Regions from separate parts of the Mus musculus genome. Here regions 2, 3, 4, 5, 6 and 7 are each linked to region 1. Evidence: chromatin contacts called from public Hi-C, HiChIP or PLAC-seq, Micro-C and promoter capture Hi-C data. All regions are on one chromosome and are shown on one strand. Each heading gives the region's core, a stretch centred on a gene start, on an enhancer-like site or on the middle of the called end of the contact. The rest is flanking DNA. Distances are from core to core; before and after follow the strand shown.

Region 1 (3,727 bases), core at 466-2,965:
AAAATCCTGTTAAGAACTCTTGCAGCTCTAAACTCTCCCACTTCACTCAGGATAACCACCAGAATATCTTCCATGGACAACAATTTCCTAAACAATTTCCGTCTCCCATATAAACCTCATCAGCAAGCATGCCTTGACTTCACTCTTACTGTTTCCAGATGCTTTTCCAACATATTGCACAGCTCTCCCCTTCCCCAATTCAATTTTTTTTTGTTGTTGTTCAGATTCATTATGGTGAGACTTTTTTCTGTTATGTTTAAAATAGAAACTGTGCCTCCGTTTTTTATACTTTTTTTTTTAAACGGGTTCATGAGACAAGACTCACACTACAGCCCTAACTGGCCTGGAACTTACTCTAACCCAGGCCTGCTTCAAATCTCAATTCTCCCTGCCTCCTCAGCGCTGGGATAACAGACAATGTCCACTGCTCAGCTCCCTGGCTATGCTTTTTTCTTTAATCTGCTCTGGTATATGCACGAGCGTTTTGCACTTTGAGCATACCTGGTACACAGGAAGGCCAGAAGAGGTTGTGTAATCCCCTGGAACTGAAGTCACCTAATGTGGGTATAGAACCCAGGCCTTCTGCGAGTATAAGTGCTCTTCAGCATTGAGCTATCTTTCCACCTGTTCCCTAGCTAAAAGCCCTTCCAACCCCTGCTGTATTTTTCTTCAGGATATTTTTCATTATTGGACACGGTATTATAAATATTTTACTTGCCAATTTCCCAAGACTTGAATGTAACCTCTGAGAAGAGGGATTTTCATTGGTTCATGTTACCCACTCTCATACTCTGACCAATTTCTACCAACTGTCGGCTTTCAATAAATATTTGCTCAATTAATATCATGCTATATTCAGCGCTCGTTGATAGATCTGCTCTCTCTCTCTGTGGATTAGGTGCTTTCTGCCGTCCGTGACAAAATTCACTCGAGTCTCCAGCACCTGACATGAGTACTTCAAACATGGTTAAGCACTGATTTTTAAACGAATGAGCCAACAGGAGAGCTCTGAGAACTACCTGCAGTCTATCACACTAAGTCCCTATGATTCTCAGACTACGTCCCAGATTATAAACTACCCCAAGGAAAAGTGAAGTTGCAATACCATATTCCCACGCCCTCACACTTGTCCTCTGTGGTCCCAACAACCAAGGGAGACAATGAGTAACGGTCGGCATTTGAACACTGGGTTGACAAGTCCGAAGGAGGCAGTTGTGACCTGATTTAAGATCAAAGAAAGCGGCTCGCCTCCAAACAGAAACACTGTCCTAGAAGAGACCAGTGACGCGGGGGAAGGCAGGGCCCCTGGGAACACAGCCCTGGAGAAGGGTTACTTCTTTGACAGCTAAGGAACCGCGTCGGACCACCAAAGGCGCTAAGCGCCCACTTCATCCGCCTTCGCGCCCCCGGGTGGCACCCACTGGGCCGGGTGCCCGCGAGCGCACGTGCGCGCAAGTCCCTGAAGCTTCCGCGCCCCACTCACCTGGCCGGGTCCCGCGGGAACCTGAAGAAGGCCAGGTCAGACTGCGTGCTCTTCCGTGTGCAGTTGGGGGCAGCGCAGAAGTTCGGCATGGTCGTCCGGCCGCCGGCCGGTCCAGCCCTCCCCTCCCCGCCTCGTCAGGGCAGCGCGGCCGCCCCGCGGGGCCGGGGAGGGGAGCTGGGCCGGCCGGCCGGCTCCGCAAGGCCGCGCGCGGAGGAGGGGCTGGCGCGCGAAGCCGCGAGGGGCAGGAGGGGCGCGCGGGCCGAGGCTGGGCTGGGGCCGCGGCTCCACAGTGCTGTGTGCGGCCGGGAGGATTTACCGCCGCCGCCGCCGCTGCTGCACCTCCAGCCCGCCCGGGACGCTACCGCCTCCTTCCCACAATGCACCCTGGCGCTGGAGGGTGCCCTCTCTTCCCTCAGCTATCCGCCCCCGCCCTCTTCGCAGGCGACCGTCCCTGCGGGCGGGCATGCGCACTCGAGAGGGTCGGGCCAGCTGCGTAGTCTCAATGCACATGCGCACAACCCAACCCGCGCAAGGAAGGAATTGCGCATGCGCTGTAGTCTCCCCGGGACTGGCGAGCGCAACCCCGGGTTATTCGGGTAGGTTTGCTGTGTGCGGGTTCCTGCAGATCCAGGGCAAGCTAGAACGTTACTTCACGGCTGCGTCTGCCCGGCTTGTGTAAAAGTTGTCACGGTTCATGCGTCCATTGCGTGAGTCACCGTAGACTCTTAAAGGCAACAGATTCGGGATGACCCTTGCGATTGCTTTGAAACAACTCGCGGGTTGAACGCAAACATGAGTTGTAGAGGATTTAATTTTTAACCCGTTTTGCCTTCCGGTTACTCTGTGACCGAATTAGTGCTAGATTGCTAGCCGCACACCTTGACTAGACGCTAGGGTAAAAGCTCAGAAAAGCAGTAACTTCCTTGGTGGTTTCCAGAGAGGCAGGAATAGTGCAATGATTAGGCCAGCAGCACCCTAGAGATTTTTACCTCAGGCTTCTCACAGTCCTGGCCTGATAACGTTCCTGTATGGTTTTGTTTCAAAATGAGTGGCCGCTATTTAGAACAAAGTATCAAATTTTGCGTAAAATCGAACACGTCTGCAAGTAAGACCCACCACTTTTGAAAGAAGCGTATGGGGGTGAAGTGGTGTCGAGGGCTTGAGTATTTGACTGGCACAAAAGGTTTAAAGAAGGGTGGGAAAATGTCTGAGATGATCCATGAAGTAGTCGTCCAGTCACCCACAGAACGGATGCAAATATCCAAAAGGTCACGGACTTTGTGTGAACAAGCAGTTAACAGTGAGAAGGATGGCTGAAGAAATTACATTTAGAGAAAGAAACCATTAGATTCATTCTGAAAGGAAACCTGAACACGAGAAAAACGTCTGTCAAAGCTATAGCAAGTATTTTGAAGGATCAGCCTGAACTTGGGGAAATTTGAGTGTCCATCTGGTCATTCAAAGGAAATTAAGAACGCTAGTTTATAGGTGAGGGAAAAGAGGACAAGTTCTGAGATGTGGAGTTAGCTGCAGCAGAGTGCTGATGAGGAAATGGCTCTGCCTGTGTAGAATCCCAGAAGTCGGGCCCCTGCCAGCCACCTTCTGCAGGGAGCATGCTCAGAGAGTAGGAGATCTGACGACTGCTACGGTATCAGACATGGAGATGCAGCGTTTGGAGTTTGCCCAGCTGGTTTCCTGTCTTGCTATTGGGATTACAATAAAGTGATTGGATGAATCTCAGAAGAGACTTTGAACTTTTTTTTAAAAGATTTTATTTATTTATTTTATGTATATGAGTACGCTGTAGCTGTCTTCAGACACACCAGAAGAGGGCATTGGATCCCATTACAGATGGTTGTGAGCCACCATGTGGTTGCTGGGAATTGAACTCAGGACCTCTGGAAGAGCAGTCAGATCTAACCATTGAGCCATCTCTCCAGCAACTCTGAACTTTTAACATTGTTGAGCTGCTATAGACTGGGGACTCTGGAAATTAGACTAAATGTATTTTGTATTATGCTATGTTTAGCTGTGGCCCTTATAGCCTCATATGTTTGAACAAGTCTGTGGGGGCCAGGGAGTGAAATGTGATGGTTTGTATGTGCTTGGCCCAGGGAGTGACCCTATTAGGAGGTGTGGCCTTTAGCAGATGTGTAACTGTGGGTGTGGGCTTAAGACCCTAACCCTACCTGCCTGGAAGTCAGTCTTCCACTAACAGCCTTCAGATGAAGATGGAGAACTCTC
Region 2 (3,727 bases), core at 748-3,247, 480 kb before region 1:
CATACATCCATCTCGAGTCTCCCGTGAGCATGGCATGCCAGTAGCTTTCCCTTAGTTCCATAAAATGACCTAGGACTACCACAGAGCATCATCATGCCCTAGGATCTTTTTCCTTCTATTTATGGTTGACTCAGTTCTCTGGGTTTGGTAGTATTTTCTCAGTGAGATTTGTGCCCCACCACTCATCATGCAAGTGTTTCTAGGTTTCACTAATGGCATTTGTCACAGGCCCTGGGACTTTCTCCCCTCTTCAGGTAGAACTCACCTCCTTTCTTTTCTGCTCTTCCCCAAGGCCCTATTGACCTAGACCTTACAGTATGCAACCCAAAGGTGAGCCACACCCCAGTCCTATCTTTTTTCTGAAGGGCATACCTTTAACCACTGCCTTTGCTTGAGATTCTCCCACTCACCCAGCTCCCCACTGCAACCTGTCCTCACGTTTATTTCTCATACTCTGTCAAGAGGGATCCTACAATTCATCTTACCTCTTTCGTTTCTTTTAAGGCTCTCCCAGAACCCAGTCCCACCCCAAAGTCTTAAGAGAGACACTGGAGGATTTTCTAATCCCATGTCACTGCAGTCTCCATCTCCCACGTTGCCAGGACTACAGTCTCTATGGTCCTGCCCCAATCCAGACATGCTGACTGATGCTGCCCTTCGGCTTGTGCTCACACCCTCATTCTGCGGAACTCCTCTTCCTCTGTGGGCAATGGGAATGAGTCCCAGTGCCTGTAGTGAGCTTAGTCCATATACCTCAGTTCCTCAATTCTCAAAGCCTCTCACAATACAATCACGGGTGTTCCCGTTTTTACAGATGTGAAAGAAAACTGAAGCTGCAAACTGCGAGTGGTGGCACATGCCTTTCACTCAGCACTAGAGTCAGACAAAGGTGCATCTCTATAAATTCAGGCCAGCCTAGTCTACATAGTGCCAGGACAGCCAGGGCTACAAGGAGAAACCCAATTTCTAAAAAGAGAAAAGAAAAGAAAAACCAAAACATCAACATTCACACAACCCTCAACCCCACACCCTGCCCCCCTCCGGCAAACCAAGCCAAACAAAAGACACCCTGAAGTTGAGGAAAAGAGAGGAAGAGAGGTCTGGAACTGGGCTTGAAGTCCATCACTCACTATGCTTGTAGTATTGCCTTTGTCTTTGGTGTTTGGAGACAGGGTCACTATGTAGCCTGGGCTGGCTTCAAACTCTTGCATACATACAGGAGAGGGAGGGAGAGAGAGAGAAGAGGCGAGAGAGAGAGAGAGAGAGAGAGAGAGAGAGAGAGAGAGAGAGAGAGAGGAGAGAGAGAGAGGAGAGAGGGGAGAGAAGGGGGAGAGAGGAGAGAGAAGAGGCGAGAGAGAGAGAGAGAGAGAGAGAGAGAGAGAGAGAGAGAGAGAGAGAGAGAGAGAGAGAGGAGAGAGAGAGCGAGCTGCTAGGATTGTAGGATTACAGGTAGTAGACTCCATCGCTCTAGGTTCCTTCCTGATAAGACTCAATCACTCCTATTTTTTTGCTGGTAAAAGGAAAGGCTGCGGCACTTGGGTAACTGTCAGGTCCAGCTGTAACCTAACGAATTCCAACACTACTCACTGCAGGCTAGGCCTGCCCAAGGAAAGCACAGCCAAAAGGGACACAGGCACCCGCACGGTCCGGATCGTCCCGCACGTGCTCAAACTCCCTGCCCACGTTCCAGCTGCTGGACCGTACTAACGTCTGAGAGAGAGGCTTGGGAGAATGACAAGGCGGTCGCTGGGGCAACCAGGAGTAGTTTCATACACCGGGACTCCGGCTCCCTTGCCCGTATTCTATAGACTCTGAACCGTACAGTTCAGGCCATGCTGCCTTCCTGGGCTCTGTGCATAGTTTATCGCCGGGAGTCTCACCCCCTACAAGAACATGGCACAGTCCGGGGCGGACCCTTTTGCCCCGCCCTATAGCGTCACGACCCGCCCCGTTGTGAGGTTATAAAGTGCGCGCGCAGCGGCGCTCGGCGCCGTGGCCGCGCTTCGCTGGCTTTCTGCTCATCTAGGGTGGCAGCGGCTACCTACCTCAGCTCTCGCCCTGCTGCCGCCACGGCCTGGGCGCTGTCCCTCAGCTCCCGGAGCTCAGCGCGAAGCCCTGGCCCCGGCGGCCGGGGCATGGGTCAGGGGCGCGGCGTGAGGCGGCTTTCTGCACGGCCGTGACGTGCATTGGCTTCAGCATGAAGACCCTCATCGCCGCCTACTCCGGGGTCCTGCGGGGTGAGCGTCGGGCGGAAGCTGCCCGCAGCGAAAACAAGAATAAAGGATCTGCCCTGTCACGCGAGGGGTCTGGGCGATGGGGTGAGTGTCAGTCATCCCTAGGGCTTTCATCCTGAGGGCACCCACAGCAAGACGACTTTCAGGAAGGGACTTTGGCCAAAGCGTGCTGCCCTGTGCTGGACGGACGGCTAGCTAGTTCAGGTCGGAGTCCCAGACAATTATTTCCAGTTTTTAAAAGGTCTCGCCTTGTAGCCTAGGCTGGCTTCCAACTCTTAATCCTCCTTCCTTGGCATCCCAGGTGCTGTGATTGCAGGTGTGCCACTACAACTAGCTTCTCTTTAGGGGAACTTGACTCTTCTGCATCCTGTCATTTGGTTAAGGATGAGGCAAGATTCATGCTTAGCTCGGCTGGTTACCCAGTTTGAGCCAGGCAACCTGGTATCCTAGGCTAGCCTGGCTTCATTCTCCATCCTGGTACTCACTAATGTTGCAACACGTGTTACATCACTTGCCATCCCCCCAGCTGCTGAGGGCGACACCACCCACTCAGCTCAGTTAGTAGTGATATTTCACTCTCCAGCCCCCAGTACTGATCTACCTCACAAGGTGGAGCAGGATTTGGCTGGGAGGAACTGGATGGGGCAGGGTGGTAAGTAGGGTTTTGTAATCCCCTGAAACAGTCACTGGATGGAGAACATGCCTGCCTGGAACCAGGTGTGCCCCAACTGCCCTCTGCCCCAGCTTTTGTGGGCCAACCCAGACTGTGAAGCCCTCACAGCGCAACCCTGAGTCTGACATACTTAGAAGAGGGGTGGGAAACCCTTGGATTTTTTTCGTTTGTTTAGTCTGTGTAACAGCTCTGTTTGTCCTGGTATTCTATAGACCAGGCTGGCCTTGAACTCACAGAGATCTGCCTAAGTTGATTATCCTTCTAGAAGTTGTGTCTGCCTTCAAGATAGAACCGAGGCCTTCAGTGAATGGGGAAGGGGGGCATACAGTTCAAATCACACCTCAGCCTTTTCCATACAAGGCAAAGCACCCCACGTTGCTTAGCTGAAGCTGCAGAAACTGAAGGAGGAGGAACGAGCTACCCCAGTTTTCCTTAGAAAGGGCAGCGGTGATGCACACCTTCAATCCTAGGACTTGGGAGGCAGAAGCAGGCAGATCTCTTGAGAGTGAGTCCAGCCTGGCTTACAGGATGAGTTAGTTCCAGGACATATTAGTTGTGGTAATCTTGAAAGTTTAGGCAATCAGGAACAAAATAAGATTGCTGGTAAACCAACTATCTAGTGGTTACATCTCTTAGTACATGTTGTATAAAGTCAAGAATATGAGATAGAGATACACGCACACGCACACACACACACGCGCACACAGTTCTAAATTCAGTCTTCTCTTAATGGTACGGCATGAATATTTCTTACCATTTGTATGTCTGCCATTCTCACATGCTGGTGGCTGCAAGCTAACCCATGCTGGGGCTCCATCAG
Region 3 (3,727 bases), core at 587-3,086, 430 kb before region 1:
CAGTTCTGCAGCTGTTTACCTGGAGTTAGTCTTAGATCTTGGAAGTTGAAGGTTGATCCTTATAAAACTTTTGCTTCAGACTGCTGTTGCAACTCTTAGGCTACCTATACTTCAGATGTGAGCAGGGAGCTCCCATGCCCCTCGCCCACAGTTCAGTTATTTGCAGCAATAGCTCCTGGAAATCAGCAAACCAGCTTACTTACAGCACACAGCACTAGAAGTCCCATGGTAAGGTGTGGGGAAGGGTCTGGGCTTGTGTAACCTGCTGGGTATCCCACCCTCTCTGTGGCCCCATTATGCTCAGCTCACGATGTCCTGCGTCTGTTGCTCAGGATTCACAGTAATTCTGTTAACTCAGGCAGGCTTGAGTAAACAGTCCTCTCTGCCTCCTCCAGCCTCCAGTCCTCCTCCAGCCTCCAGTCCTCCTCCCCATTCAGGTAGGAAGCTCCTGCTCTCTAATCATGCCTTGTCCGTTTGTGCAGAAGCTCTCTGCGGCTTATATTCCAATTTAGTTAGTTGATTGTGTGCCCTTTGCCGCTCACTTTCCGTGGCTCACATTCCAATTTAGCTAGCTGACCACATGTCCTTTTCAGAACATCTCTGGTATTAGCTTTCTGTTACAATGAAGAAAGAAGAAAAGAAGAATCAATTATGAAAAGGGTGGGCTTTTGGAAATTTGGAGTTAGGAGGCTTCAATCCATGACCTCATTGCTTGCCCTTATGGTGAAACAGCCTGGACTCTGTGAGCACAGCAGCTCAAAGCTGTCCCTCCTGACTGGGGAACCCCAACATCCCTTTAAGGGTGCATGCCCTAAAGACTCTGCTAAATCTGAGCTCCTGAAGTTTGTCACACTTCCCAGTGGTGCTATCCCAGGGACCAAGCCATTAACACACAGGCCTTTGGGAATGTTCTAGACCTGGTCTCTGGTTCCCTTCAGTTCAGGATCCAGCTGCCATCCAGGTTTAGTCAATTTATAAACAAAGAACACAGGCTTTGCCTTTTAAAAGTGTCAAGGCTAGGGATGGTGTGGCTCAGTGGTAAATCCCTTACCTAGCTTGCATGAAGCCAGTGGGTTCAGTTCCAGCAGAGAGAGAGAGAGAGGGAGAGAGAGAGGGAGAGAGAGAGAGAGAGAGAGAAGAGGAAGGAGGAAGAGAAGAAGAGAGAGAGAGAGAGAGAGAGAAGGAAGGAGGAAGAGAGGGAGAGAGAGACCAAACAACCCAAAACCCCTCCTGTTGCTGGGCATGGTGGTGCACACTTATGATCCCAGTTCTTGGAACTTTTTGAGTTCCTTTTGCAGTAATGGTATTCAGAGGTGTTGCTAGCAAATCACAAGTAGTTAGGAGATAATAAAATGATCTGGTTTATTACGATATGGTATGCAAGGAGAAGATTTGTGATTGCTGGAGGTTTGGGGCCCTGTGCTTGTTTATGAAGCTTAGAATGAGCGGAACAAGAGGACCTCGCTACGTAAAGGAGCATGGGTTAAATTTCTAAGAAAGGATGCAGCCGGAGTAAGGAGAAGTCAAAGTTCTGCCTTAGAAATACCAAGTTCTGGCTTACGGTAGTCTCTGCCTGGGATCAGCATGTCCATGCTAAATGCATCTCAGTGCCTCGAATCTTCCTAAGGAGTTGTCTAGAGCTTGATAGTAGGACCTGAACTTTAGTTTTCAGAATCGGAAGTTGATAACACAGGCGGAACCGTGTATGCCTGCCATGCTCGGAAGACAGTGGATGGACACTGCTGGCTGTTGTAACTGGGTAGAATACATGAGACCCAAAAGGCCAAGAGGCCTCACAGGTTTTGAAGCCGGGTGTCTCAGGGGCAAGCTTGGTGCACCCATCTGGGAGATCAGGCCCAGTTTCACTTTTGCTTCTTACTAACAGTGTGAAGTGAGTACTCCCTGCTTTGATTCGGGCTTTCTCATTAAAAAATAAGTCTGGATGCTGTAGATCTCTGCTTCCATCGAAAACATGCATTTGAAGTACCCGGTGACAAAGAATAAGGGATCTACTTGAGTAGGTCATTGCTGTGCTAGGACCTAGGGTCTGCATGAGGAACACATTCGCTGGTGGTGCAGGGTCCCCTGGCTTAGATGACTTTCAGAGGCCTCTCTGGTCTGCAGTTCTGGAATTCTAGTCATTGACTGTTTTGGGTCTGAGGTCTGTTTTCCTTCTCTTTTCTCATCAATATGAAGATAGCTGAGTTCTAGCCTGTCTCTTTCCTTCAGTCAGCCATGTACTTCCCTGACAGCCCCGCCCCTAACAGCCCCGCCCCCATCTGTCTATCAGCTTATTTTCATAAAGTTCCTCACTGTTTCTGCAGGGCCTTCACACCCATTGCTTTATTCTCCAACAAGCCACATAGGTGCACGGATGGACATGTCTACACTCTGCAGGAAGGGACACAGCCAGTGGTTGCTCACTAGCGTGTATAGAGCATCCCTCAAGTTCAGGGTTACTGTAACCTGAGCTTTCACTGTGTTGCACTTCTACAGGGAATGGCTGTTACATATGTCTCCATTTAAAGATTTATTGCAAGGGGGCTGGAGAGAGATGGCTTTTGGGACCTTGAAAAGCAGCTTGTTTTCTGGGTGAGCTAGGGTTAAACCCCGGAGACCCAGCAGATAACTCTGCAAGGTATGGAAGGAAGTTTGTCATGCTCCCAGACACCAGGCTCCTGACATGAGGGCCCAGCTCCTTAATTCTGTGGCCATTAGTCAGGTAGGGCACCGCCCCAAGCTCCTGGTATTCTGTCTGGACTCCACGCCCACAGTTACCTAGCAACAGCCAGGTAGGCCTGGCCCACTATGAAAGGGGCTGCTGGCCCCCTCCTCCCTCTCTTACTCCTGTTTCCCTCTTGCTTCTCTCTTGCCCTCTTGTTCCCCCTCTCTCTGCATTCCCTTCCTCCCTGCATTCCCTTCCCCCCTCTCTCCACGTGGCCATGGCCGGCCTCTTCTTCTCTACTTTCTCAGCCTCTACTACCCTCTTAGCTCCCCTTTCAGCCATGACAATAAACACCTTTAAACCATGGACTGCCTCTTCTTATTGGACGGCACATCTAATATCCTTGTGCTCTCAGACTTGTTTCCCATTAAGCCAAGCAAACTAAGGACTCTCCTCTGTGGGAACCAGCTGGAGCGCTCTCCTGCCCTTTTCCCTCTGGCCAGGGCTAGTGCCCGCCCTCAGGCACCCACTCTGTTCTCAGCTCTTCCAAGGCATTCAGCGGCACCTGTGGTGCCCAAGAGTGAGAACCTGCCGTCCCTGGTCTCTGTGCAGGCTGGGGACCCCAGAGCCAGCTCTTGCGGTGTCTGTGGTACCCTAGAATCCAAGCCGAACTCCAGCAGTTCAGCGGGGAACTCTGACTATGCTTCCCAACTCCTGGAGCGGGGTCCTGCAGCTTCCCGAAGCCAGCCTGGCAGCCTGGGGTGCTTGCAGTCAGACTTCCTGTGTCCAATCCCGCCTCCATGAGTGGCCCTGTGGTGGAACAGCCGCGGGACACCATTCTAACCCACAATGGCTCAGCAGTTAAGAGCACTGGCTGCTCTTCTGGAGGATGTGGGTTCAATTCCCAGTCCTCCAGGGCAGCTCACAACTGTTAACTCTAAGATCTGACAACCCTCACACAGACACACATGCAGGCAAAACATCAATGCATGTAAAATAACAATAAATAATTTAACAAAGAGATTTATTGCCCTCTTCACTTTTCTTTCCCCACAAGACAAG
Region 4 (3,727 bases), core at 865-3,364, 390 kb after region 1:
GTGCATGAGTGTGTGTATGCAGGCCAGAGGTAAACTTCAAGTGTCATTCGTTTTCCATGGAGAGAAACAAAGCAAAACCAAACATACTGCTGAATGGACTTCTTTGTCATTTTGGGAAGTAGTCGTCTGTTGAAAGCTTTCAAAGCTGGGGTTAGTTGAAAAGTGAATATAGGAGCTGAAGAGCAAGCTTAGTGGTTAGAGAGCTGGCTGCTCTTCCGGAGAACCTGAGTTGAATTTCCAGCACCATTTGGCAGCTCACAACTAACTGTAACTCCAGTTGGAGAATTTGATGCCCTCTCTGGTCTCCTTGGGGAATACATGCACAGATACATACAAGCAAAGCACTTACACACACAAAATAAAAAATAAATTAATAAAACATTTTTTGAGACTGTTTCTCTACATAGTCCTGGCTTTCTTAGAGTTCACTCTATAGGCCCAGCTGGGTTTGAACTCAGAGATCTGCCTGCCTCTGCTTTTTGAGAGTGCTGGGATTAAAGGCATGAGCCACCACTGTCTAGCTTAACTAATGTGATATATATATATATATCACATATTTAAAGCAAATACAGATGTACCTTGACTTTCAATGGTTCACCTCTGCTAAACCTATTTGAATGACATCCAATTGTGAATAATGATGCACATCTCTGGCCCCCTCCCCTTTGGTTGCAGCTCACCAGACTCATTTAGAAAATAACAATTGTATATCCCTGTTCTGCACAGTGTGGCCAGGCAGAATCTTGCAGGCTGGCTCACAAAGTATGGGAAGTGTCTCTATTCATGGTGTCATGAGTGTGGGATACGAAGGAAGGACAAAAGGCTCTCAGGTGTGAAAGCCAGGGAGGTCTTCAAGGAGCAAAATTTTAAACAAAAGTGGGAGAGTCGGCATCTTCATAGCAGGGGGAAAGTTTGATGGAGCTGAACACAAAAGGCAGCAGGATGTATCCATTATTTTTTAAGTTTTTACTTCTTCTTCTTCTTCTTCTTCTTCTTCTTCTTCTTATTATTATTATTATTATTATTATTATGCCCCCCCCCCAGTGTGTGTGTGTGTGTAGACACGTGTGCTATGTTGCCTGTACGGAGGTCTGGGGGCAACTTTATGAAGTCGGTTCTCTCCTTGTATTTTACATGGGTTCTTGAGATCAGGTTCAGCCTGCCAGGCTTGCATGGTAAGTGCCTTTAGCCAAACCCGTTGAGCCATCTCACGGACTTTAATAGCCCAGTGTGGAGGTGACAAGGGAGAAAAGCTCACTAAAGAGGCAGAAAATGCTGTGCATGGCCTAAAGGGAAGCCACAGACTTTTTAGTACTTTACTCAGTGTACACGTTTTTTTTTTTTTTTAAGAAAAGATTTGTTTGTTTGTTTGCTTATTTATTTATTTATTTATTTATTTGTTGTATGTGGGTACACTGTAGCTGCCTTCAGACACACCAGAAGAGGGCATTGGTTCTTATTACAGATGGTTGTGAGACACCATATGGTTGCTGGAAATTGAACTCAGGACCTCTGGAAGTCCAGTCAACGGTCCTAACAGCGGAGCCCCTCAGTGTATACTTTTAAAGGATCCTAATACCTGGTTTTTGTTCTGTACATTCTGACTTGTCCCTTTCACTCAGAATGACTTCCTGGGTATCTCTGGAGCTGCCTGGGGGTGTTGTTACTAGTCTCCTCCCTCGTTGGAGGTCCGTGGTCTGAGTTAGACACTGAGGTGTCTCATTGTGCAAGTTTAATCTTGACAGAGAAAGGTTTCTTCTCATTCTTGCCCCAATTAAAACAGACTGCCCTCACACTAATAGAGGCTTGGTCCCATCCTGACGGAAAAGTGGGTCCTGGAAGCCTCCCAACTTACTTCACCCTCACGTCGGGGTCGGCCGGGTTCCCCCCGCCCCTTTCCCTAACTCCTCTGGCTGATAACAACCTCTCCCACTTCTCCGGATTCCCACCCAGGGTCCAAGAGCTACAGATCAGCCCCGCACGATCAGGATGGGTCATTTGCGCCTGCCCCGGGAGCGGTGGGTGGGACTGGGCAGGGAGCGGGACGGGCCAGAGGCTCGGTGGGCGGGGCCTGCCTCTGGGCAGGTTCAGTGACGGCTCTAGCCCCGCCCCTGCCCTTTGGGTAAGGGAGGAGGAAGCCGGAGAGCGCGCTTTGCCTGAGCCGGCCCGAGAGCGGCTGAGCAGGGTGTGTGGGGCGTCAGCGCGATGGCTCCGGCTGTGGACCGCAAAGGCTATTGGGGCCCCACGACCTCCACATTGGACTGGTGTGAGGAGAACTATGTGGTGACCTTGTTCGTCGCTGAGTTCTGTGAGTGGAGCCTGAGGCGAGGGCGCGCGCCGAGGGGAGACGTGTGGGAGAACGCGGAGGGCGAACCTGGCGGCGAGGGTAGGCTCCAGGCCGGGCCCGCGAGCGGCAGCTAGGCGTGCGCGGCCGTGGGAAGCCGGGGAGCCGACGTGGCCGCCAGTGGTGCCTGGACTGGCTTCTGGGGGCCTTCAGGTTGGGGACGAAAGGGACGTACGAGCCGCGCCCGGACCTCGGATGAGAGCGTGAGGCGCGCCGCTGGGAATAGGAGTTCTTACCTGAGCGCGGCCGCTGCCAGGCCGGCCACTGCCCGCCCTGAAGTCGCTCGGGGCTGAGGAGGTCTCTGCCGGGAGGGCCCGAATGCTGCTACCCGGCCTCAGCCAGCCGGGCACAGAGAAGGGGACGCTCACTGGCTTCATCCACCCTCAATCCGGGAATACTCTTCAGGGGCCTTCCCTTCATCTGTCCGTTCTCGGTAGACCACTCACTTCCAGGAGACAGTTACCGTTTCTCAATGCCGGAGCCTCCACCCCCATTCTCACTCCTATTGCCATCCCTACCCGCTGCCTTCTTCTAGAGATCACTGTTCCTCTTGTCCCAGAGGTGGTAGCCAGAGCACCTAGTCACTACTTTCCTCAGCTGCTCTCCCAAGAGACTACCTCTCCCTGCTTCCCCACTGCATCTAGCTTATCAGACTTTCTAGGGGCTAGTGGTCATCTGAGGACACTTATTTCTATGAAAGCACTTTTAGAGTTCACGATTTGCTGCTCCTGGAGACCAGCATTACTAGCCAGATTAGGGTTTTCTCGGGGTGTGTGTGTTTGTGTGTGTGTGTGTTTGTGTTTTCTACATAATTATTCCAACCAGGCAAGAAAGAAATCAGCCACTTCTTCCATCCGCTTTGGTTAGCTTTTGAGAACACGTCCTTTTTTGGTTTCTGGCAAGGAACAGAGAATAGTCTTTGGTTGCTACTGCCTTCTTTTGAATGGATCCACTTTATTAGGCCGTGAGGCAAAACTCTTAGCTAACGTTCTGTACTTAAGTTCTTTTGGAGGACGAGTTTCAGGCCAGATGAGAAAGTCTTGTAGTTTTTCAGGACGTTAGTCCCATGCCCTTGAGGCCATGATTTAGGCTGAGTGTCAGAACCACTAGTTTAAATAAATAGTTTTTATACAGTAAAGGAGAAAATGGGCAAAGGGGATCATTTATAGGGTAATTACTTGGCAACCCAAACATTGGCAAAGGAAGCACTTTGCCTGTTAGTTTTTAGACAGTTTTGGCAAGAATACCAGAGGCTCATGACCGCCAGGGAGACTTAAAATCATGTTCTTTAAGTTGGAAGTATGTAGCTTTTTATTTTTTTTTCTCTTGGGGTCTTCAAATATTGGATGGGCTTGGAGTTCATTCACTTTCTCTAGATTGTAG
Region 5 (3,727 bases), core at 616-3,115, 390 kb before region 1:
TTATATCATCTAAAATACATGGCTTAGCCTAAGGCCACCAAAATTTTTTCCTATTTTGTAAAATTTTTTGGTTGAAGTTGTAGGTTTAATATTTGTCCATTTTTTGTTATTATTTTGAAAGTATCTGTCTGCCTACCTGTCTGTCTGTCTGTCTGTCTGTCTGTCTATCTATCTATCTATCTATCTATCTATCTGAGACAGGATTTCTCTTGAGTATTCCTGGCTGTCCTGAAACTTTTGTAGACCAGGCTGGGCTTGAACTCACAGAGATCCTCCTGCCTCTGCCTTCTAAGAGCTAGGATAAAAGTCATGTGCCACCACTGCCCAGCATTTTATTTCTATTTAAATTTTATGTACACTGGTATGTTTGTCTGCCAGTGGGTGTGTGTATGTGAGTACAGATGCCCACAGAGGCCAGAAGAGTTTATGGAATCCTTTCCAACTGAACTGGAGTTACAGGCGGCTGTAAGCCACTTGACATGGGCACTGGGAACTGAACTGGAGTTACAGGCGGCTGTAAGCCACCTGACATGGGCACTGGGAACTGACCTCGAGGCCTCTGTAAGAGAAGCACTTGCTCTTAGCTGCTCAGCCATCTGTCCAGCCTCTGTGTTGTTATTTTTGACTTTGCTTATTGAAACAAGGTCTCATGTAGACTAGGGTGGTCTTGAGCTTGCTCTGTGTAGTTGAGGCTTGCCTTGAACTCCTGACCCTCTCGCCTCCAGCTCCCAGGCGCTGAGGTTACATATGTGCGTCACTGTGCCTGGCTTGCAGGTATTCATTTTGAGCTAACATTTATATAAATATAAAGGTCATTGTTCTGCAGATGAATGGATAATGGCTCTGTACTTTTATAAAGGCTACCATGTCTTCATTGAACCTTTGGGTCTTGCATTGTTTTCCTTCCTATAATTGCATTGTAAGTCATCCACAGTGGTGGGTCACATTACAGCACATTCACACGCACTGTTTTTATCACCCCTCCTCAGTTGCCCTTTCATCCCCCACACCCCTTTTGTTGGTTCCCTTTCCCACAAGCAGCTCTCCCCTGACTCACGCACATTCTCTTACCTTTTCTTTGACGTTGTTGTTGAAGATCATTTGTGTGAATCTTGTTTCTCGACTCTGACTCATTGATGTGTGCGTCTGTCTTGACTACAGTAGTTTTATATTATGCCCTGGGTTTAGGTCCCCTGGCCCCTTGGTTTTAGTTCTAAACTATCAGTCAAAACATTAACGTTATAAAAATAAAAACCAAAATTATTTTGGCTATTGTAAGTTTTTTTTGTCTTCTGTAGATTTTTTAATGGTATTTTAATAGGTATTGAATCAAAGCAAGCTTGGGGACTATTGAGTCTTTTGTTCTGTAGGCATTATATATATTTATTATATATCTGTTCATTTATGAAAATTCACTAGGATTTTGAAGTTTTTAGCCTACAGGTCTCACATATTAGATTTCTACCTCTATATTCCCATCTTTTTATGCCAATTTAAATCGATGCTGTTTTAGAGGTGGCTCAGTCAGTAAGGTCCTTGCTGCATAGCTGTGAGGGCCTGAATAAACTCTGCAGACCTATGTAAAAGCCACACCTATAGTGCCGATCTGTAAGCCAGCCCTGGGATGCTAAGATGAGGATCCCTGGAGTTGACTGGTCAGCCACCCTGCTGAATAGGCGAGCTCTGGGTCGTGTGAGAGTCCCTGCCTCAGAACATCAGGTAGAAAAAGACTGAGGAAGACATCTAATGTTGACCTCTGGCCTGCATACACTTGCATGCTCATTTGCAGATACACACTGCAGAGCAGTCAGGAACCAAAGTGAGACGAATAGGAAATGCCCCCCTCCCCAAACCTCAAGACCCAGCCCTAGTGACTCACTTCCTTTAGCAGGCTCCATTTTGTTAAGGTTCCCCAGCCTCTCCTATCAGCCTCATCATCGGGGAACCAAGTGTTCAAATACCCGAGCCAACGCGAGGATCATCGCACATTTAACACCCACCTTATATCTTTTGGGCGGGGTCTTATTTAGTTGCTACTACCCTTCAGTACATTGTCCAATAAAAATTAATGAGGGGCAAATCCTTGTTTTTCTTTCTTTTCCTGCCCTATCTTGAGGGGGAACATTCAGCTTTGGCTATTAAGTATAATATTACCAGATTATTCAGCCTTTCACTATTAAGTATATCAGATTATTTAGCCCTCTGCTATTAAGTATATTATTATCAGGTTAAGGAAGTTCCTTCTTGCTCTTAATCTATCCTGACAGATTTGATTCGTTAATATTTTGTTAAAGGAAACAATACCTCATTCCTGAGAGGTACTTGCCCTTTTCTTAGCAGTGTACGTGTCTGCTGGTCTGCTGCGGGTCTTAGCAGTGTCTGTGTCTGCTGGTCTGGTGCGGGTCTTAGCAGTGTCTGTGTCTGCTGGTCTGCTGCGGGTCTTAGCAGTGTCTGTGTCTGCTGGTCTGGTGCGGGTCTTAGCTGTGTCCATGTCCGCTGGTCTGGTGCAGGTCTTAGCAGTGTCCGTGTCCGCTGGTCTGGTGCGGGTCTTAGCAGTGTCCGTGTCCTCTGGTCTGGTGCGGGTCAGGCTGTTCTCACATGGGCTGCGCGTGTCTGCTTCTGGTTTTGGAGTTGTTGTAGATGTTTTACTGTTCTGCAAACATTTGACAGAATTTCTCAATGGAACCATCTGGGTGCTGAGACTTCTTTGCGGGGAGTTTTGAAGTGGGACTTACTGTCTCCGATGCAGGGCCGCCTCAGTGAGTGCTGATGGATTTTCTTTGAAAGTTGCCTGTTTCACCTGAGGTGTTATGTACATCGGTAGAGAGATATCCACCCTCATCACCAATCCTTTGGCTGTGGGTAGGTCTACAGCGAGCCTGCTGTGTTCTGTGCCTGGGGTTTTCTATCTTCTTCCTCTCCTGACCTGTCACTAGTGATGTAACAGTTTACTAACCTTAAGGTAGTGTGTGAGGGCATTGACTGTCTTTATCGTTTCAGGCTCATGAATCTGTTTTCAGCTTAGCATGGTTACTATTTTGCTTGCTGTAGATTTTCCTGGTTATTCTTTTTTTAGTTCTTAGAGAGAATGGAATTCCTGATTTGAGAACTTAACTTCTATCTTCAGAATAAGCATTTAGTAAAAAATTTTTAAGCATTGCTTTAGGCATAGTCCATACATTTCCCCTTGTGTTTTTACTCAGTTCCAAATACTTTCAAATGTATCTTTTTTATTCTTTGAGCATAATAGTATGCTAGTAACTTTTAAATATTTGTGGATTTTCTGGACATCTTCCTGTGGGTGATACCTACTTTCATTCTATTGAGTTTAGGAAAAGTCATTTCTGTGGTTTCATTGCTTTGAACTGTCTTTCTTAAGGCTCATTTTACGGCCCCAGATAGTCAATGCACAGTGGTAAATGCTCCATGAGTGTGTCGTGTGAACTCTGCTGTCAATCAGCAAATAGAATTCTTCATTCATAGTTAGGTGATGTTGGTCTCAAGTAAATCTGGAAGAAAGAGTTTGAGTCAACCAGAGAAGAGAAGTTGAGAGTGGGCCCAGAAGTTGATTTCTTCATTTTGAGCTGAGGAAATCAGAAGAAGTGGGGGAATTTGAAGCATTTGTTGATAGTGCTGGCACAGGGCATGCAGCACCCTGACGTGTGATGGCCGAGTCCTCATGCTTGGAGCTGAATGGGTGAAGCCTGGTGGCTGTATCCTCTTCCCC
Region 6 (3,727 bases), core at 359-2,858, 370 kb before region 1:
CTCCGTCCAGTGATGATGGTTAGCCACACCACTGCTGCCCGCTCCTCCTCCCTCATGTCTGCTGGCTTCTCCCTCATGGCTCCTCCTCCCTCATGTCTGCTGGCTTCTCCCTGGTTATAGGAGATTTTAGATGTACTCTTTCTGCCTCTAAGGTATATGCTCCTGTGTGCGCCTTGCACGTCTTTGTGTGTCTGTGTATACCCATGTGCATATGTAGGTATGGAAGCTAGGGGTCAGTGACAAGTGTCTTACTTTACTGTTCTCTACATTATTGACGTCATCGTCGGGGACCCAGTCTCTCACTGAACCCAGAGTTCATTGGCCTGGTGAGGCTGGAGTGATCCACCTACCTCAGCACCCCAAACCAGTTACAGACACATAACAGCTCTACCTGGCTTTTACCGAACAAGACAGCATGCTTGTCCGGCGGGCATTTCCCTGGCCAAGGGTTCTCCCCAGCCCGCTGTCTCACTTGTATGGTCTCAGGCTCTAGTGCTTTTTCTGCCTGGCCACATTTTTCCAGGAATGAATGCAGTCCACTTGAGTTCTGTTCCTCCTCTCTGCTCTGCCCTGCTGTAAAATGGACACCACACTCCAGAGGCGGCCACTCCAGCAGGCCCTCCTGTCCTTCTGAAAGTAGCAGCACCAAGACTCTTAGTCTACTTTCTGCTTGAGTGTTTATAGTTGTGACTTCTTACTTTAAACCCAAGAACCTTAATTTAAAAGAACCTTCCTTATTGCTTTGAATGCTCCTTAAAAAGCAGTAATGCCCATTTCAGGACTCACGTGTCTTCGCTTACATTGCTGTCCTTACTGCACAGTGCTTCTCACGGTTTCGAGAGAGGAAAGGCACGTCTGAAGCTGTGGCCACACTGGGGGCAGGAGGGTGTCCATACTGAGCTCAGTGTCTGAGAAGAGGTCTCCCCCTCCCTCTTTAACGGTTCAGCATCTGGGCTTCATCAGAGCCCAGGCAGAGGGTGTCCAAGACCTGCAGACGCTTAGCAGAGACACTTGCCGTTTTACTCAGTTTCAACTTGGCCAACACTTGAAAGCGCATTAGTGTCCGTGCACATGTGCACATGGGACCCAGGCTGTCTGTGGATCCAGCAGGTAGCCCTCCTCACGCATAGTGTAACCAGCCTACTGCAACCATAGAAAGGACACTTCCCCATATGTGGGATAAGCCGTCAGCTTTGTTTTATTGTCTTTTATTTTTCTTCTTGCCTATCTGATTTCTTATTCTGTCCAGGTTGGTGAGTCTGGGCTGTGCAAAGTTCACTTGCCACTCAAAGACGGTGCGCCCAGCATTGCTGGAAACCTGCAGGGGATCGCTTACGCTGTCCTCAGGCTCTGCCAGACTTTTGTTCTCCTTAGCCCATTGTATCCGGATTTTCTTAAAAACTTTCATTTGTTTGTGTGTGTGTGTGTGTGGGGGGGGGGGCATTAGAGTCTGCAGAGCTTGGAGTTACAGGTGCTTCTGAGCTTTTGACCGGGCGCTAGGAGGTCACCTCCAGTCCTTTTAGCCCCTCACCCCCCAGCCTCCCAGTCTCCCCACATAGCTCCTTCCTGGCCAGCTGGACTTTGGTCAGGTGCTTCAGAGACTGGTGCACCCTCCTGGCCCCAATTGAGTAGGTTCCTCCCCTCTGCCACAGTGACCCTTTGTCCAATAGTACCAGTGCCCACCCCTCTCTTAGCCCAGGCTGTCTCACGTCATCCCCTCTCTCTTTGAACCAGTAACGATAGAACCTGCCAGTGTCCACTCCTTCACTGTGGGCTTTGGTTGTTTTCCATTTCTAAAATGTTAATGTACTTTGTTGTTTCAAATCAAGGCAGTAGCACCTGTCTTCACTAATCAGTGGCGTGCACTCCTATCAAGGTCTGGTTTCTTCTTTCTAAACCATTACTAAAACTTCTTCTTCTTCTTCTTCTTCTTTTTTTTAAGATAGGGTTTCTCTGTGTAGCCCTGGCTGTCCTGGAACTCACTCTGTAGACCAGGCTGGCCTGGAACTCAGAAATCTGCCTGCCTCTGCCTCCCAAGTGCTGGGATTAAAGGTGTGTGCCACCACTGCCCGGCTTCTAAAACATTTTCTCATGCTAAAATTTGTCCTTGTCACTTAGACCTATTTCCCTAGGACAGTTCTTGTGCTCCCATGATGCATGGCGTTTCCCTCAGCACCTTACTGTGATGTCTGTTTGCCTGCTGTCTCATCTCTTTCTTGTCTGACTGTCCTGTGTATGAAGCCAGGGCAAGTGTCTGCTCTGGTATAGCTTATTGCTGGTGTGTAGCAGTGCCCTGGCATGTAGTCATGACTTAGCAGATGCTTGGTGGTCTATGGTGGGGACCCCAGGAGGGGTACTACTTGGTTGTCAGCAGTTGTGAGGCTCCTTACCCAGAATTCAGTCTGTTTTGCTCAATTTCTTATAGACACTTGTTTGCAAATTATTATTATACTGTAAAGGGAGTTTTTCGGCTTCCAGACTTATTTTTTTGTTCAATTTTCCACATTTTCATTTACTATATAGTTGTTGATCCCAGGCTCATGTCTCTAGTGAGGTTTGGCTGACTTTCTCTCTTTCCCTCCCTCCCACCCGGAGGCTCCCTCCCTCCCTCCCTTCTATTCATGCAGCCACTGGGTCCTTCAGAGTCCTTCTTTGAAACAACTCTGGTCTCCCTAGCTTCTTTTCCATCTCCATTCCGTAATGCAGTCAGCCACCTCTAGAGGGCTGGATTCCTGCAGCAGCCGGTCTCCTGATGGCCTGTGGACTCTGCTGCTGTCTGCTGTGTCTTGCTCACCACATCTCTTTAATCTTGCCATGGCATACTTTATTTCTTTGCTTAAAAGTTATATCGAGTAAATTGTCATCATCTGCTCTGTGTGTGTGTTCCATTCGGATTCCTTCCATTGTGCTCCCTCCCCGCCCCTCCCTCCCCACCCCTTCTTTCCCACGGCTGTTGTTGAGTCAGAGCTCTCAGTACATGCAGTGTGTGAGTGTGCATACTTTTGTTGTGTCTCTGTGTGTGGCATATGTACATGTTTGTGTGTGTATACAAACATGGCTACTCCTAAAATAGCCACCTGCTGAATCCACAAACAGCCTGGGTCCAATGTGCACATGTACACAGACCCTAATGCACTTTCCAGTGCTGGCCAAGTTGAAACTGAGAAAGGCAAATATGTCTCTGCGCGAGGTTGAGTGACTTCCTTGTGACAAATGTCTCTGGTGAGGCTGAGCGCTTTCCCCAGTCACTCTCCACCTCGTTTTCTTAGCCATCTCTCTGCGCCTGGACTATTATAACAGCCAACTCACTGTAGTTGGTCATTCTGCCTCCGCCAGCTCGTCACATTAGTTCTTCCCTAAGTAGCCTTTATTATATACAGCTCTGATGGTCCCACTGCAGTGTTAGAAACCCTTCCCGAGCTTTGATGACCGTGGGTTGTCTCAGTTCTGGCCTGGTGTCAGGGCTCCCAGCCTACTTACCCAGCCATGTCTCCCATCACTTTCACCATCAGCGTTCCTGAAGCCGAACAAACCAGGACACTTGGATTTTGTCTGAGCGCCGCTTCTGTTTCCTGCTGCTGTGCTTTTGGCTGGAGGTGTTCAGTCTGGATGGGGCTTCCCAGCCATCCAGGTTCCCAGGACCACCTAACCCACCCCAAATACTGCCATCTCTGCAGCCTTGGATGTTCTGTGCTTGCTGGATGGAGTCCACGCCACATCAGAATGC
Region 7 (3,727 bases), core at 674-3,173, 340 kb before region 1:
ATGCCACAGCCCAGTGACTGGGACAACGGAGAGACTGTTTAAAAGATTTAAAAATGTAATTATGAATTTGTGTGTGCATGTGTGTTAGGTATTTACACTACATCCGTGTAGGTACCCACACAGGCCAGAGACATTGGGCCCTCTGTGCTGGAGTCACAGGTGCTTGTACGCTGCCCAGCGTTGGAGCTGGGAAGCAATCTCCAGTTCAGCAAGAACAGTACGTCCTCTTAAACACTGAGCCATCTCCCGAACGCCTGAATAGATTTCTTTTGGCTATATTTTAATTCATTTGCTTAGTTATAAAGGACAAAGAATGTTTCTCTGGGTTGGATACGTGAATTCCAGCCATTTGTGTGTGAGCAACATTTAACGTTTTGCTTGAAAATTGAAATAGAATGGTGCCTCCTTTATATAAACTGCCAAACAATAGCCCTAAAGCTAGAGTTAAGCTATCTGCAACCGTACATTTTCTTCCACTGACAGAGAGAACGTACAGGCCAGGTTCAGAAACTCTTGTCTCTTCTGTGTCCTACAAATCCTGCTAATCGGGCAGTGGTGGCGCACACCTTTGATCCCAGCACTTGGGAGGCAGAGGCAGGCAGATTTCTGAGTTCAAGGCCAGCCTGGTCTATAGAGTGAGTTCCAGGACAGCCAGGGCTACACAGAGAAACCCTGTCTTGAAAAACCAAACCAAACCAAACCAAACCAAACCAAACCAAACCAAACCAAACCAAACCAATCCTGCTGATCTAGTCTCCACATCCCCAGTGACTTAAATATTACAGTTTAGTGATAAAGCTGGCATTGAAAACTCATTCTCAATAAGTTAGTTACTGAGTGAATTATCTCTGGGAGGAAGCTGATCTTGTGAAATATGTCGCCCTGCTCAGTGATGCCACTGGCTGAAGTTGCCTTCAGTGAGCAGACTAGCTGTTGACGGGTGTGTTGCCTGCAGTAAACAGACTAGCTGTCGATGGCCTGCAGTGAACAGACTAGCTGTTGATGGCTTGCAGTGAGCAGACTAGCTGTCGATGGCTGTGTTGTTTGGGGAGATTGGGGTTGAGATTCGGTATGTATTTCTTGCCTTCGTTTCTTGAGCATTTTATATTTCTTTTCCTATGAAATATTTCCAAATTTATGGGAGCGTTGCAGAAATAGTAACAAGTGCTCTCCCCCTGTTGCCATTGAAAGTAAATTAGAAGGGCCCTCCCAGCTGTACCAGGGGCATCAGTAAAGCGTCTGCAAACACAAGCGTTTGCCTAGATAACTGCGGTGCAGCCCTGGAAATCAGTCAGTTCCCATTCACACCTCAGCAACACCCAATCCATCCATCACGTCAAGTCTCAAGAGTCTCCATCTGTTTCCGTGTCCTTCATACCAAAAGGATTCCATCCCGTACCACTCGGTAGCTGTCCTCTTTCCTCCTCCTCTCAGTCTGAGGCAGTTCCTCAGTCTTCTCTTGGCAGTCATTTTATAATGCCTGTCATTTTGTTTTGTCTGATGTTTCCTCATGAAGATGGTAAGCATTCTTACTTAAGTCCTAATATTTATATAATTTGTTCAGTCTTGACTAATGCCCATTTCAGTTTGTCACAATATGGACATTCTTGCATGGGAAGATTTGATCAGGGTGATGGCTGTCATCCTTTTCCTCAGTGAAGTTAACCCTTTTGACTTAGATGATTTCCCATCGAAGTTCCTCCCACTGGTTTCAGCACACGTTTATGTTGTCTGTATTACTGATTACTTTCTAATTCCTTCATCTCTTCTACTTTCATCCGCTGACATTCTAGTGTAAGAAAATATCTAGTCTTCTCCTGTCTGTCTGCCTGTCAGTGTGGACAGGCAGATTCTCTCTGAGCCAGTGGGTTGTCATGTGGTACTGTAACTCCTTACTGTAAGGCTCAAGCCCCTTCTTTCCTTCCTCATTCTCTGAGAACAGCTTCCTCACTGCCCAGTAGTGACTGCTCTGCAGGCTTCCCTCTGCCCCCAAGGGAACCTGTCACTTGAGGGCCTTCCGGTTCCTTTAGCGCAGTTTTGTAGGAGTTAGGATCTGGGCCTTTGTGTCTTCTTTGCATCTGGTCTACCTCTGTCCCCATCCCTCTGCACACACAGGCATGCCTGTGTGTGTCTGCATGTTTATATCCTCTGCCTCTCTTACCATCTACCCATGTTGAAACCTGAATTTATACAGGCATACTGTAATCCAGATCCCTGGATCTAGTGTAATCCCTGGATGTAGTGGATCCAGGGGCTCATTTGAGGGCTTTTGTTTTACAGTTCATAGTTATGACCACGTTCTCCAGCACTGTGAGTTCTGCTACCTGCCTCCATGACATTCACTATTCAGCCAGTTCCCAGTGTGTATAGTCTGTCTGGCTGTTCCTGCTGTCGTTTCACATACCCAACCCGGCATGCCCTCCACCCAGGACTGCATCTTCATCTACTTGGGTTGGAGTCCTTGTGGCTTGCCCTGGCTATTACAGCTGTGCCAGGATCCCACCTCGTCCATATCTTCAATGCCACATGGAATTTTACTTTATTTGGTCCTATCAGAGGGGACCAAATTGAATTGTTCTACTGAATTGTTCAGAAAGGAGCAAAAAATGGGGTTGGGGAAAATTCACATTTTTGTAACATTTCCCTCTGAAGCAGACTGTGTGTGGCCCATGACATCCAGTGGAGTCCTTTTCTAGTTTAACCATTTTTTCTTTTAAGAGTTACTTACTTTTATTTTCTGTGAATGAGTGTTTAATGTATATGTATGCAAGCACGCCATGTGCATGTCCAGTGCCTTCAGAGGTCGATAGAAATGTCAGCTCTCCTGGAGGTGGAGCTGGAATTATAGGCCACTGTGAGCCAGCCACCATTTCAGTGTTGGGAACTGAATTTGGGTCTTCTCTAGGAGCAGTAATTGCTAAGCTAGCTATGTCTGCCTCCTCCCCCAATAAGCCTATTTTAAGTTGAAAATGTATTTAGTACACCTGACTTCCTGAACAATGTAACTTGATTTTAGAGAGTCTCCCCTAACCCACAACTGTATATAATTGTTTAATAACATGTTTTACAATAAAGGGTAAATTTGTAATAAACTGTAGACTCTCTATATAATTTATTATCTGTTTCTCAGAAGACAGGAAGAGTGTGAAATCCTCACCTGATGTAGTCATGTTACACAGACTTACACTTACGTGTCTTACCACTCTAGTGGCCAAGTGTATTTAAAATATACAGCAAATGTGTCTCCTTAGCGCAGTAAGGAGCATCGGTGTCATGAAATATCCATTTTGTGGCAGTCTGTAAGGTTGATATCTCACAGTAGATGCATATGCTTACAAGTCTGTCTCTCCATAAGGGGCCAGAAAGTCGAGAATGGTGATATCTGATCTAATTATCTCTGCCCTACCCTGCACATCTAGTTCATCACGGTCTACGTTGTAGGTTTACAAACAGACCCACTGGAGAAATGAACAGATGCTAAGACCTGCTGGGTTTTCCCCAGTAGCTTTCGGGAGAGTACCCGGTGTCCTTACCGTAGTGGGAGGAGTCTGTATGCCTGTGCACTACTTAGTGAAGCTGCTCCGGGTTATTGCAGACAGCGTTGTTTAGGTACAGCTACTACAGTAACACTTGTGTACTTAGGGTTGTGATTTTGTTGTTGTTGTTGTTTGTTTTGTTCTCCATGTCTGATTTTGTTGTGAAGAAAAAGCTCACAATGTGTGGTTTA

Evidence for each region. Promoter capture Hi-C pulls out the DNA fragments that hold promoters and counts their contacts. Hi-C and Micro-C count contacts between places; a contact is called where the count stands out from the background. HiChIP or PLAC-seq counts read pairs in DNA pulled down with a chosen protein or histone mark. Capture Hi-C pulls out chosen DNA fragments and counts their contacts.
Region 2: a Hi-C map of CD8 T cells shows a contact between it and region 1, with 7 times the contacts expected there. The contact joins the promoter of Dgat2 here to the promoter of Thap12 in region 1. A contact is called at or near these places in 2 of 39 promoter capture datasets (neural stem cells and pre-B cells), 2 of 484 Hi-C or Micro-C datasets (CD8 T cells and muscle stem cells), 6 of 115 datasets of contacts at active chromatin or transcription factors (the 230-238 cell line, embryonic hindbrain, embryonic stem cells and 2 more) and 1 of 9 other capture datasets (adipose tissue).
Region 3: an H3K4me3 HiChIP or PLAC-seq map of the SCID.adh cell line shows a contact between it and region 1, with 4 times the contacts expected there. The contact joins the enhancer-like site here to the promoter of Thap12 in region 1. A contact is called at or near these places in 6 of 39 promoter capture datasets (cranial neural crest, embryonic stem cells, hippocampal neurons and 3 more), 10 of 115 datasets of contacts at active chromatin or transcription factors (the 230-238 cell line, the SCID.adh cell line, astrocytes and 7 more) and 2 of 9 other capture datasets (adipose tissue and liver).
Region 4: a promoter capture Hi-C map of liver shows a contact between it and region 1. The contact joins the promoter of Acer3 here to the promoter of Thap12 in region 1. A contact is called at or near these places in 1 of 39 promoter capture datasets (stem cell-derived epiblast-like cells), 3 of 115 datasets of contacts at active chromatin or transcription factors (bone marrow-derived dendritic cells, large pre-B cells and memory CD8 T cells) and 2 of 9 other capture datasets (liver and pancreatic islet).
Region 5: a promoter capture Hi-C map of the HPC-7 cell line shows a contact between it and region 1, with 6 times the contacts expected there. The contact joins the enhancer-like site here to the promoter of Thap12 in region 1. A contact is called at or near these places in 10 of 39 promoter capture datasets (the 3T3-L1 cell line, the HPC-7 cell line, cranial neural crest and 6 more), 5 of 484 Hi-C or Micro-C datasets (bone marrow-derived DN2 thymocytes, cortical neurons, muscle stem cells and 1 more), 25 of 115 datasets of contacts at active chromatin or transcription factors (the 230-238 cell line, the NIH/3T3 cell line, the SCID.adh cell line and 19 more) and 1 of 9 other capture datasets (adipose tissue).
Region 6: a Micro-C map of palatal mesenchyme shows a contact between it and region 1, with 2.1 times the contacts expected there. The contact joins the enhancer-like site here to the promoter of Thap12 in region 1. A contact is called at or near these places in 13 of 39 promoter capture datasets (the 3T3-L1 cell line, 3T3-L1-derived adipocytes, the HPC-7 cell line and 8 more), 1 of 15 datasets of contacts at CTCF or cohesin (embryonic stem cells), 8 of 484 Hi-C or Micro-C datasets (bone marrow-derived DN2 thymocytes, cerebellum, cortical neurons and 4 more), 28 of 115 datasets of contacts at active chromatin or transcription factors (the 230-238 cell line, the NIH/3T3 cell line, the SCID.adh cell line and 21 more) and 4 of 9 other capture datasets (adipose tissue, embryonic stem cells, liver and 1 more).
Region 7: a contact with region 1 is called in an H3K27ac HiChIP or PLAC-seq map of microglia, with 4 times the contacts expected there. The contact joins the enhancer-like site here to the promoter of Thap12 in region 1. A contact is called at or near these places in 7 of 39 promoter capture datasets (the 3T3-L1 cell line, 3T3-L1-derived adipocytes, the C10 cell line and 4 more), 17 of 115 datasets of contacts at active chromatin or transcription factors (the SCID.adh cell line, bone marrow-derived dendritic cells, bone marrow-derived macrophages and 13 more) and 3 of 9 other capture datasets (adipose tissue, liver and pancreatic islet).

Annotation. Positions count from the first base shown.
Region 1 is chr7:98,701,235-98,704,961 of GRCm38.p6, reverse strand. Thap12 (THAP domain containing 12) reads right to left here and starts at 1,715. Exons shown (of 5, transcript NM_028410.2): 1 at 1,484-1,715. The coding sequence starts at 1,572. Gm15506 (predicted gene 15506) reads left to right here and starts at 2,034. Exons shown (of 1, transcript NR_144495.1): 1 at 2,034-3,727. It also overlaps the pseudogene LOC108167485.
Region 2 is chr7:99,180,983-99,184,709 of GRCm38.p6, reverse strand. It overlaps Dgat2 (diacylglycerol O-acyltransferase 2), which reads left to right and starts at 1,997. Exons shown (of 8, transcript NM_026384.3): 1 at 1,997-2,318. The coding sequence starts at 2,198.
Region 3 is chr7:99,127,285-99,131,011 of GRCm38.p6, reverse strand. All of the region lies in intron 1 of Uvrag (UV radiation resistance associated gene), which reads left to right. Among named protein-coding and RNA genes, the nearest start is that of Uvrag, 12 kb to the left of the region's middle. Within about 2 kb of position 1,836, at least 66 of the 459 cell types and tissues checked have an H3K27ac peak or open chromatin away from gene starts, as enhancers often do. A contact at or near this core is called in the SCID.adh cell line, embryonic limb bud and memory CD8 T cells, where this site is marked.
Region 4 is chr7:98,307,929-98,311,655 of GRCm38.p6, reverse strand. It overlaps Acer3 (alkaline ceramidase 3), which reads left to right and starts at 2,114. Exons shown (of 11, transcript NM_025408.3): 1 at 2,114-2,308. The coding sequence starts at 2,206.
Region 5 is chr7:99,091,294-99,095,020 of GRCm38.p6, reverse strand. The region is part of intron 4 of Uvrag (UV radiation resistance associated gene); the gene reads left to right. Among named protein-coding and RNA genes, the nearest start is that of Uvrag, 48 kb to the left of the region's middle. Within about 2 kb of position 1,865, at least 30 of the 459 cell types and tissues checked have an H3K27ac peak or open chromatin away from gene starts, as enhancers often do. A contact at or near this core is called in the HPC-7 cell line and memory CD8 T cells, where this site is marked.
Region 6 is chr7:99,073,147-99,076,873 of GRCm38.p6, reverse strand. All of the region lies in intron 5 of Uvrag (UV radiation resistance associated gene), which reads left to right. Among named protein-coding and RNA genes, the nearest start is that of Uvrag, 66 kb to the left of the region's middle. Within about 2 kb of position 1,608, at least 18 of the 459 cell types and tissues checked have an H3K27ac peak or open chromatin away from gene starts, as enhancers often do. A contact at or near this core is called in liver, muscle stem cells, palatal mesenchyme and 1 more, where this site is marked.
Region 7 is chr7:99,041,752-99,045,478 of GRCm38.p6, reverse strand. The region is part of intron 6 of Uvrag (UV radiation resistance associated gene); the gene reads left to right. Among named protein-coding and RNA genes, the nearest start is that of Uvrag, 98 kb to the left of the region's middle. Within about 2 kb of position 1,923, at least 60 of the 459 cell types and tissues checked have an H3K27ac peak or open chromatin away from gene starts, as enhancers often do. A contact at or near this core is called in the HPC-7 cell line, adipose tissue, bone marrow-derived macrophages and 1 more, where this site is marked.